2 separate regions of the Rattus norvegicus genome follow, and region 1 is linked to region 2. The links are chromatin contacts, called in public Hi-C maps. All regions are on one chromosome and are shown on one strand. Each heading gives the region's core, a stretch centred on a gene start, on an enhancer-like site or on the middle of the called end of the contact. The rest is flanking DNA. Distances are from core to core; before and after follow the strand shown. Region 1 overlaps Ints9 (integrator complex subunit 9). Region 2 has its middle 23 kb from the start of Kif13b.

Region 1 (4,617 bases), core at 1,188-3,687, 360 kb before region 2:
TGGACTTCTTCCAGGGAAGCTGCACCTCCTAGAGGTTCTACAACTCTACAAACAACCAGGGACCAAACGTTCAGATACGTGAGCCTTGAGGGACATTTTCACTCAAACTACACCTCCAAATGTCTTGCTTAAACAGGCAAACAGCTTAAAAATGTCACCCATAGTACCCATTTGGTCCACTCAGCACCTCCAATGGTGGTTGGCAATCCTCTCAACTTTACAAATGTGGAAACTGAGCCCAAAGAGACGACCTGACTCAGGTACAAGAAACAGAGCTGAAATTCAAACTCCAGTCTGTGTGACCTCTACGCCCACACTTCCAAGTTCTTCCTATTATACAGTCAGACCTGATAAATTCCTCAGCAAATAGCCAAGGAATGTCAGAGCAAAAGAATAACGGCTTTAACATGCATTTAAAAGTCTCCTGCGGGGTGAGCCTTCTTCTTCTGTTCTTAATTCCTTAATGTTTCAGAGATGATTATGACAATAGCTTACCATTTTTATCATTTTTGTAAATGCAGAATCTCACTGGGGCTCAGCTTGCCCTTAAACTTTTCCTCTGCCTCTGCTCCCTATTTCCCAGCTGTGAGACTTCACAGGTGCACACCGCCATACCTAGAAATGCCTTATCATGACTTATGATTAATTACGATGAAGGATTCTACTCTTATAAAACATTTATATTAAAAATACCAGACACCAAAGCACTTTCTTTTGTGGAATATTTTGCTTTAAAATTTCTCATTAAAAAAAAAAATCTAAATTTTAAGGTGAAACTGAGAAAATTCTATTACATGGGTTTTCCTTCCCTTCAAAACTGCATCTTTTTTTTTTCTGGAAGAGTAAACTGTAGTGTCAAAATTAAGACGGATGGTTAATGTCTTCTACATAAATTTTAGGGACATGTCAACTAAGGCAAGAAGTCACACAACTGTCAAAAGCAAGAGTAATAGGATTTTTGAATATACATCCTAATAATAAATCAAATGCTAATTCAAACCAACTTCAAATGATTTAAGAGAATTTGTCAGATGTTTTTTTGACCAATGAGCTTGAAAATGTTTAATTTATTGTTTTCTTTACTTGATGGCCTTCTTACTAACTCAAGCTACTTAGATGCATTAATTTCAGGCACTCGACCAAGATCTATTTTGAGAATCTCTATGTAGTTTGAAGTAAATCTTCAAGTCTCAAATCTGACTCCCAGTGATTTGCTTGAATCACACGGGGCATTATTTTAATGTGTAAGCCAGCACTTAAAAATAACTTTGAAAAATCACTTATAAAACAGTCAGATTTGAACTTATTAAAAAAAAAAAAAAGCAAAACAAACCTGAAAGAAAAAAGGGTAGATTTGGCAGTTCACACCCTCAACAGCGAGACGCTCGGCGTGCTCCAGCTGCTTCAGTACGGGACTGTGACAGCACCCCAGGTGTCCGCAGAACTCCTTCAGCTGACCAAATGACGCACTCCTACAACCTGGCCCAATTAAATAAGGAACTTAAAAAAAAAAATTCTACTTCTTTTACTAAAAAGTCTAAGGGCATCCCCACCCTCCTGTGTGCACACACAGATGTGCTCGCCATGTGTGGGAGGGTAGAGCCACAGATTGATGCCAGATGTCCTCTATCTCACTGAACCTGGAGCTTACTGTTTAGGCAGGATTTGCAGGCCCCCAGCCCCTGGGATCTGCCTGTCCCTGCCTCCCTCTCCTGCAGCACGGGGTCATGGATAGACACTGGGTGCCTGGCTTTATGGAAGATGCTGAAGTGAGAAACCATGTTTGAAGGACATGTGCTTTCCTTAAGGAATCATCACCAGCTCAAAGAGTGCTTCCATCTCAATGCCAGTTCTAAAATTTGTGCTGAGTTTATTCAGGATAGAAAAAAGACAGCCCTGGGGCTTTTGCTTTATCACTCTGCATAATTAGACTGTCCCCTTTGCCATCAATAGCTAAGGTCCGTCATGTGTCTCGAAGTCAAAATGAAAGCCCTGGTCAGGGCCTGAGTGCACACTGGTTGTCTTCAGCAGCGTACATATCAGATCTCTGCACCTCTTCCAAGGTACCTTTCCCTTTCTACCCTTTACCCACCAGTGGTGAGATGAGACACTGGTGGCTCTGTTTTAGCTAACACTTCCTCCTACAGAGATTTGCTGAGCATCTCATGAATAATGCCCAGGCACCTGACCTAAGGCTCTCTTCTTTCAAGCTCCATTCACTCTCTTCCTAATACATACTAACATGACTCTGGGAGCCAGTTATGTTGTTATGTTTTAAAAAGAATGGGTAGCAAGGGGGAAAATGCCTCTTTTTGTGCTGAAGGTCACAGAAGAGGCAAATTAAGACTCAGAACTTCCTAAGACTTGGCCCAGGACTTGGGAAATCAGGAACACTGACCTTTGAATACCACTTCTGATGTGCCAAAACTATTTGCAGCTCAGTACATCAGAACATAAACAAACAAGAGGAAATGAGTAAAGGAGGTCAAGGCACACGTGGTCTACTACAGGGAAAGAAGAAACAGCCCTAAGACTTCTTTAAGGGGGGAGGTTGTCAGGATCTGAGGTCCCATGTGGTCCAGCGTGCTCAAGGTACTGTAAGGGCTGAGAAAAAGGCAGATGAGACTGTAAATGCCACATAAAGAGGGCAGGGGACCATGTACCACTGTTTGGGAGTGGCCAGATCAAGGAAGCCATTCAAACAGAGACAGGACAGCCTGGCTATGGCACTCCCAGATGTTTTAGAGACATCTGCACACCATCCTACCAACCAGAGACACCCAGAAGATCCATGCAAGATAGGAGAAAAGGGGACAGAACACCTACTTCCCTCTCTACCACACAAGGGGGACTGCAGGACATGCCCTCAAAGACTGACTGACTGAGGGTTTGAATGTGGACTCTGTAGCCTGAGTCACCTAAGAAGTCAGAACCTCTTACAGCTAGCAGATAACCCTGGGGGAAGTTACCCACCCTCTGTGTGGCACGTCTCTCCTGTAAACTCAGTAACACCACCACACATGTCATCAAAGTGCTAGTTCCTTCTGCAGAAACACATTTAGAATGATGTCTGGCAGAAAAAGTAATTCCTAGGTTAAATAAGCAGTGAGTACAAGGAACACATAGAGGAGACAGGTGCCTAAACTCTGGAACACAAAAATGGGATAGCTCACCTACACACACAGGAAGACTGGCAAAATGTAAGACGCTGACATTCAGAAGCCTGGATGACTGCTATCATCATCATCATCATCATCATCATCATCATCATCATCATCATCATCATCATCATCATTCTCTGGGGACAAGGTAGTGAAGGGCGGGACAACTGGACAAAGGGGTGGGATCAGGAATTCTCAGGAAGTCTAAAGCAGTTTGACCCCTAGGCTCTCCATGATAAGAGCAGAAGATGGGGTTGGAGGTGAAGGCAGCCACTGCTGGGTTAGACACATGCCAGGTCAAGGTTGACTGGTGGCCTCCACTGCCAGGGGAGGTCAGAGTGCATGGGTGTGGAATCAAGCCACCTACATGCTCCCTCCGTGTACATATGTTTTACCTGACCTCCCGCAATCTAGTCTCTACCTATACTCTGGGGATGGCCACTGATCTTCCAATGTCCACTTCCAAGGGCCACATCTCCATTTTTACTGGCTAGTTTTCTTTAGTTTCTTTTCTTGCACTTGGGTTCTAGCACTTGTAGAACTTGCATATGCAGTCTAGGCTGACATAGCTTTCAGTCTTCCTGTCTCCCATTCCAGAGTGCTGGGATTACAGGGACTTGTCACCACCTATGAGCCTGTGCTTTTGGAACCTTCCTATGTCCCTGGCTTCCACACTTTCCTCTTTTCTACTTTGCGACTCCCTTAATACTTACCAATCCCTTTAAATCCCAACTCAGAAGCTTCTCTGGAGCTGCAGTCTTCTTCATGCTCACTGCTTCCACCCTAGTTTAGACCTTTGTTTCTGAAATGACCCCCTGCTGGTCTCCCGGTCTCTATCCCTGCAGGGCTCACCACTCCCATGCTGCTTCCAGAGTTCCCTTCTTCAAAACCAAATGTGGTCATGTTGTTCTCCTTACAGGCCTCTACCTGCACATACTCAATGGTGCAAGCCTCAACCTCACATGTAGGAGACTATATAACCTTATTCCAACCTGCCCCTCCCTGCTTCACCTCCCTACCCACCCATCAACACTGAATTTCTCACCATCCCATGACATGAAACCAGATGCCTCTTCAACACAACTGTTGTGTGTGTGTGTATGTGTGCATGATTGTGAGTGGGTATGGTGTGTGTACATACATGTGTTTTCATGTATGTAGACATACAATGTGCACATGCATATGAGGGCTTGTGTGCATACGTGTGGAGACTCAAATCTGATGCCAGGTTTCTCCTTCAATGGCTCTCTTTAGTGACTGAGGCAGGGCGTCTTGCTGAACCCAGAGCTCACCATTTCTACCAAGTCTAGCCAGCTAGCTCTGGGGAGCCCCTGTTTCTACCTTTCTGTGTTTCTGGGATTGCCTGCTCACTCTTATGTGGGTTTTGGGGATCAGAACTCTGATTCTTATGAATGTGGAGAAAATGCTTTATTCATCCAATTATCTCTCCAGCTCC
Region 2 (4,151 bases), core at 1,128-3,627:
CAAAATCTTGGGAAACAGCCAGGCAGATTAGAGGCTTCTTTAGAGAAGCTACATTCCTGATGATTGATTGAGAAACCCTTGGCTGTCTAGTCTGGGGTTTGTAAGAGCCGGCTTCCACATGCGGCTTTAACCTCCTTCTCCACCAAGCCTAAGCCACAATCATGGTCCGTGTAATATGCTCTGCTTTGGTTGTTGGCCTTCCTAATTGAGTCCCTGTGTCCTTCCAACTGTCATTAAGACAGGACAGGCTAATGTAGCCTTCCTTTTTAGTAACAACTGAATCATGCATTTAAAACCATGGTCAGAATATTTCCAATGCTAAAAATTAAACAAATGCTATCCAAGGACAGAGGCAGCTAGTGAGTCCACAGGCAAAGTCAAAGACTGACAGCTCACACTTGCAGTTGGAAGGCCTTTTGAGCTGTGTCCTTGGGTCATATCCTACCCAGTGGCAGTAGCAGTGGGCAATCTATTACTGGGGAAGAACCAGAGAGCCAAAATCTATAGCTGCGGACATAGACAGCAACTGGCCATCTAGGCATGCTTCCTGGGACACTAACGGTTGCTTTCAGCCCTGTATTTTACTCACTGTGTAGCATTTGTACTTGTCTCTTGGTTTTCCACATTCCTCAATATAAACTCGGGCTCCCCAGTATCCTGTGGGAGAGGAGGCTTCTCCTAAAATGTGAAACATTGGGGGCTGGTGAGATGTCTCAGCGGTTAAGAGCACTGACTGCTCTTCCAGAGGTCCTGAGTTCAATTCCCAGCAACCACATGGTGGCTCACAACCATCTGTAATGGGATCTGATGACCTCTTCTGGTGTGTCTGAATAAAGTGATAAATAAATCTTTAAAAAAAAAATGTGAAACATTTGGCACTAAACCTGTGACACAACCCCCCATGAGGAGTCTTACACATGTTGATTACTTTCAATCTGGTAATTCCACTCCTCTCAGAGATTTATCTTAAAGAAATAATGAGGAAGTCAACAAGATGTTCTGTTGGTAAAGGCCTGGCCAGCCTGGATCCAATTCAGAAATCCATGTGAAGGAGTTGTGGATTTAGCTCAGCGGTAGAGCGCTTGCCTAGGGAGCGCAAGGCCCTGGGTTCGGTCCCCAGCTCCGAAAAAAAGAAAAAAAAAAAAAAGAAAAGAAATCCACGTGAAGGTGTAAAGAACTGACTCCATAAATGTATCTCCCCCTCTTACACACACACACACACACACACACACACACACACACACACACACACCCCAGAGCAAGAAAATGAAGGGCAGAAACTACGTACTGAACAGTGAGAGCTGTGAGTTTCTGTTGACTACCTGTGGGCTATGCAAAGCCCGCCTCCCATTTTCTTGGATTTATTCCAATTCTCTCCCTTCACAGTAGTGAATGTTATCAACTTCCTTATTAGAACAGAAACTGGAAATGACGACCATAAAAGGCTCCGACAGTGGAGGCTAGGGTGGGGGGACTGGGACTTAGGCTGGCAAGGTACATGGTTCAGGCTGAAAAATTCAAAGGTCAGAGCCCGTCGTGGGGACAGCCTGGATGGTAAGCACGGACAGCCAAGGTCTGATCAAAGATGGCTGGCTGCTTGGGGCAGTCAGTAGCGAAGACCAGAAAAGAAACTACAGCAGCAAATCAAAGGGCCAGGAGGTCACAGCAAGTCTGAAACTGGTTCTCCTTCCAGGATGTTATCAGTAAACCATAAAGCAGATTAGGAACCCAGGAAGTCAGGAGGGTGAGTCAAGGTGTGTTTGTGACCTGATTTGAAGACGACAAGGCGTGTTTGCCTTTCTGAATCCTTCAGGGCAGGAACTGGGGTCATGGGTTATCCCAGGCACACAGAGCAGCTGGGGAGTAATTGTGGAGTACCTAGTGGCTGTGGGTGCGTCCTGGGTATGAGGGAGAGGAGGTGCTAGCAGTGCCACTGAACTGGCTACAGGGCTAGACTCACTGTGGGGAGCTTTTAAATAAATCCCAGAGTTCAGCCACACCCAGGCCAATTATATTGGAATGTCTGGGGGTTGGGCTCTCCGAGTCTGTTGTTAATGTTTCCTTGGTGATTTAAAGGTTCAACCAGAGAACCTGGTGGGATCTTAGACCTGTTCTTTAAGAGGGTGAGTGCAGGTGGGGGAATCAAGTGACCAGTCAGTAATAACAAAACAAACTTTGTAAAAAAAAAAATAAATAAATAATGTTTAAAAATATACCTAAGTCATTGCAAATATATGGGAGTATTTCTACTCTTTTATTTTATTGGGACACAGTCTCTGGCCGGTCTGGAAGTAAGTAATCCAGACTAGTCTGGGCTGGCCTCCACTCACAGAGGTCCTCCTGGCTCAGCTTCCCAAGTGTTGGGAGTACAAGGGTGCACTGATATGTTTGGTTATTGACACAGGGGATGGGACTGAGGACTTTGAACATACCAGGCAGGGCAGGCACTCTATTAATTGACCCTGACCTGTGATCCTGGATGGTTTTGATCAGAGACTTCCAAAGACATAGTGGTTCTGTGGGAAGTGACTGGCCCCGACATACAGGTCAGTCTCCCTCAGCACACAGTTGCTAACACTTGCAGTTAGGATCCACCTCAGTGAACACCGTCTTAGTCAATGTTGCCAAAGGCACCGGTGAGGCCAGCAGTCGACGGCCTAGCTTTACAGGTGCTGAGTCTAAGGAACAGAAGGTAAAACGGCTTCCCAAGGTCACAGATGAGCACAGAATGAGGTGTGACTCCAGGATTTCTGTCACACACTGCCCTTTATATCCTCTTTGCTGACTTGACTGCTCTCCACTGAATGACTGGGCTCTGATTAAACACAGAGAGAGACAGACAAAGAGATCTGGCCCAGTTCTTGCCTCCATATTCAAACACAATGAAGCTGGGTATGAAGACTGACACCTGTAATCCCAGCACTCTGGAGGCTGAGGCAGGAGAATTGTTACAATTCAGAGCCCAGAGTTGGATTCTGGGCAAGGGGAGAGACTGGTAGTAGGCTCAGTTGGTAAGGCACTTCCCTAGTGTGCCTGAAGCCCTGGGTCGGGTCCCCAGAGTGGGTGCATGAGCAGGAGTGCTGTCCTATCCTGTAACCTCACTGTTGGAGAAGGGGAGGCCAGGCTCAGAACTTCAAGGTCATCCTTGGGGACACAGCTAGTTTGAGGCCAGCCTGAACTACTGAGACCCTGCCTTAAATACAAAAACCACCAAGACAAATCACCCAAACCCTGGTGGCTCATGCCTTTAATCCGAGCACTCAGGAGGCAGAGGCAGGAGGATCTCAGTGAGTTCAAGGTCAGCCTCCAAAGCGAATTCCAGGATAGCCAGGGCTACATAGAGAAATCCTGTCCAGAAAAGTCAAAAAAGAAAAAAGAAAAAGAAAGAAAAGAAAAGAAAGAGAGAAAAACTAAGGTTAATGAATTCCAAGAAAGTCTCTCCTGTGCTCGTGGACATGTCCGATCTTCCCTCTTCTCCATACCTGGAGTTCTGCCCTTTTGCCTTCCTGCCTCACCTAAGGGCAGAAGAGAAAGGAAAATGTCTACATGGCTGGGTTCTCAACTGACACCGGCCTTGAAAGTAATTTTCCTTCTCAAACTGGGATTCGTTTCCCTCCCTTCGAATTTTACTCCATCTTGAGTGTCTGAAGTCTCCCTGACTCATGCTGTGACATCTGCACATTCTCTCTAGGCACAGGGCATTTCTGCAATGGCACTGATTATCCCTTTTCCTTCCCTCCATTCTTCCCTCTGTCCCTCTCTGCCTCTCTCCTGTCTCTAACAATGTCTTATCTAGCCCAGGCTAGCCTTGAACTCACTACTCCCATCTTCCATCCTTCCCTCTCTCTGTCTCTCTCTTCTCTCTAACAGTGTCTTATCTAGGGGTTGGGGATTTAGCTCAGTGGTAGAGCGCTTGCCTAGTAAGCGCAAGGCCCTGGGTTCGGTCCTCAGCTCCGGAAAAAAAAAAAAGAAAACAAAAGACAAAAAAACAACAAAACAAAACAACAACAACAAAAACAAACCAATGTCTTATCTAGCCCAGGCTAGCCTTGAACTCACCATAGATGGCCCAGGACTTCTTATCCTCCTGCCTTACCTTAGGATACAGGTGTGACTCACCCGTTTATGGGGGGCTGCAGATTGGACCCAGG

What was found. A called contact is a pair of places that touch in the nucleus more often than the background predicts.
Region 1: a contact with region 2 is called in a Hi-C map of Schwann cells, with 8 times the contacts expected there. The contact joins two enhancer-like sites. A contact is called at or near these places in 6 of 12 Hi-C or Micro-C datasets (the A7r5 cell line, the Rat2 cell line, Schwann cells and 3 more).

Annotation. Positions count from the first base shown.
Region 1 is chr15:43,415,946-43,420,562 of GRCr8, reverse strand. The region is part of intron 6 of Ints9 (integrator complex subunit 9); the gene reads right to left. Among named protein-coding and RNA genes, the nearest start is that of Ints9, 42 kb to the right of the region's middle. Within about 2 kb of position 2,437, at least 24 of the 93 cell types and tissues checked have an H3K27ac peak or open chromatin away from gene starts, as enhancers often do.
Region 2 is chr15:43,059,372-43,063,522 of GRCr8, reverse strand. No RefSeq gene overlaps it. Among named protein-coding and RNA genes, the nearest start is that of Kif13b, 23 kb to the left of the region's middle. Within about 2 kb of position 2,377, at least 16 of the 93 cell types and tissues checked have an H3K27ac peak or open chromatin away from gene starts, as enhancers often do.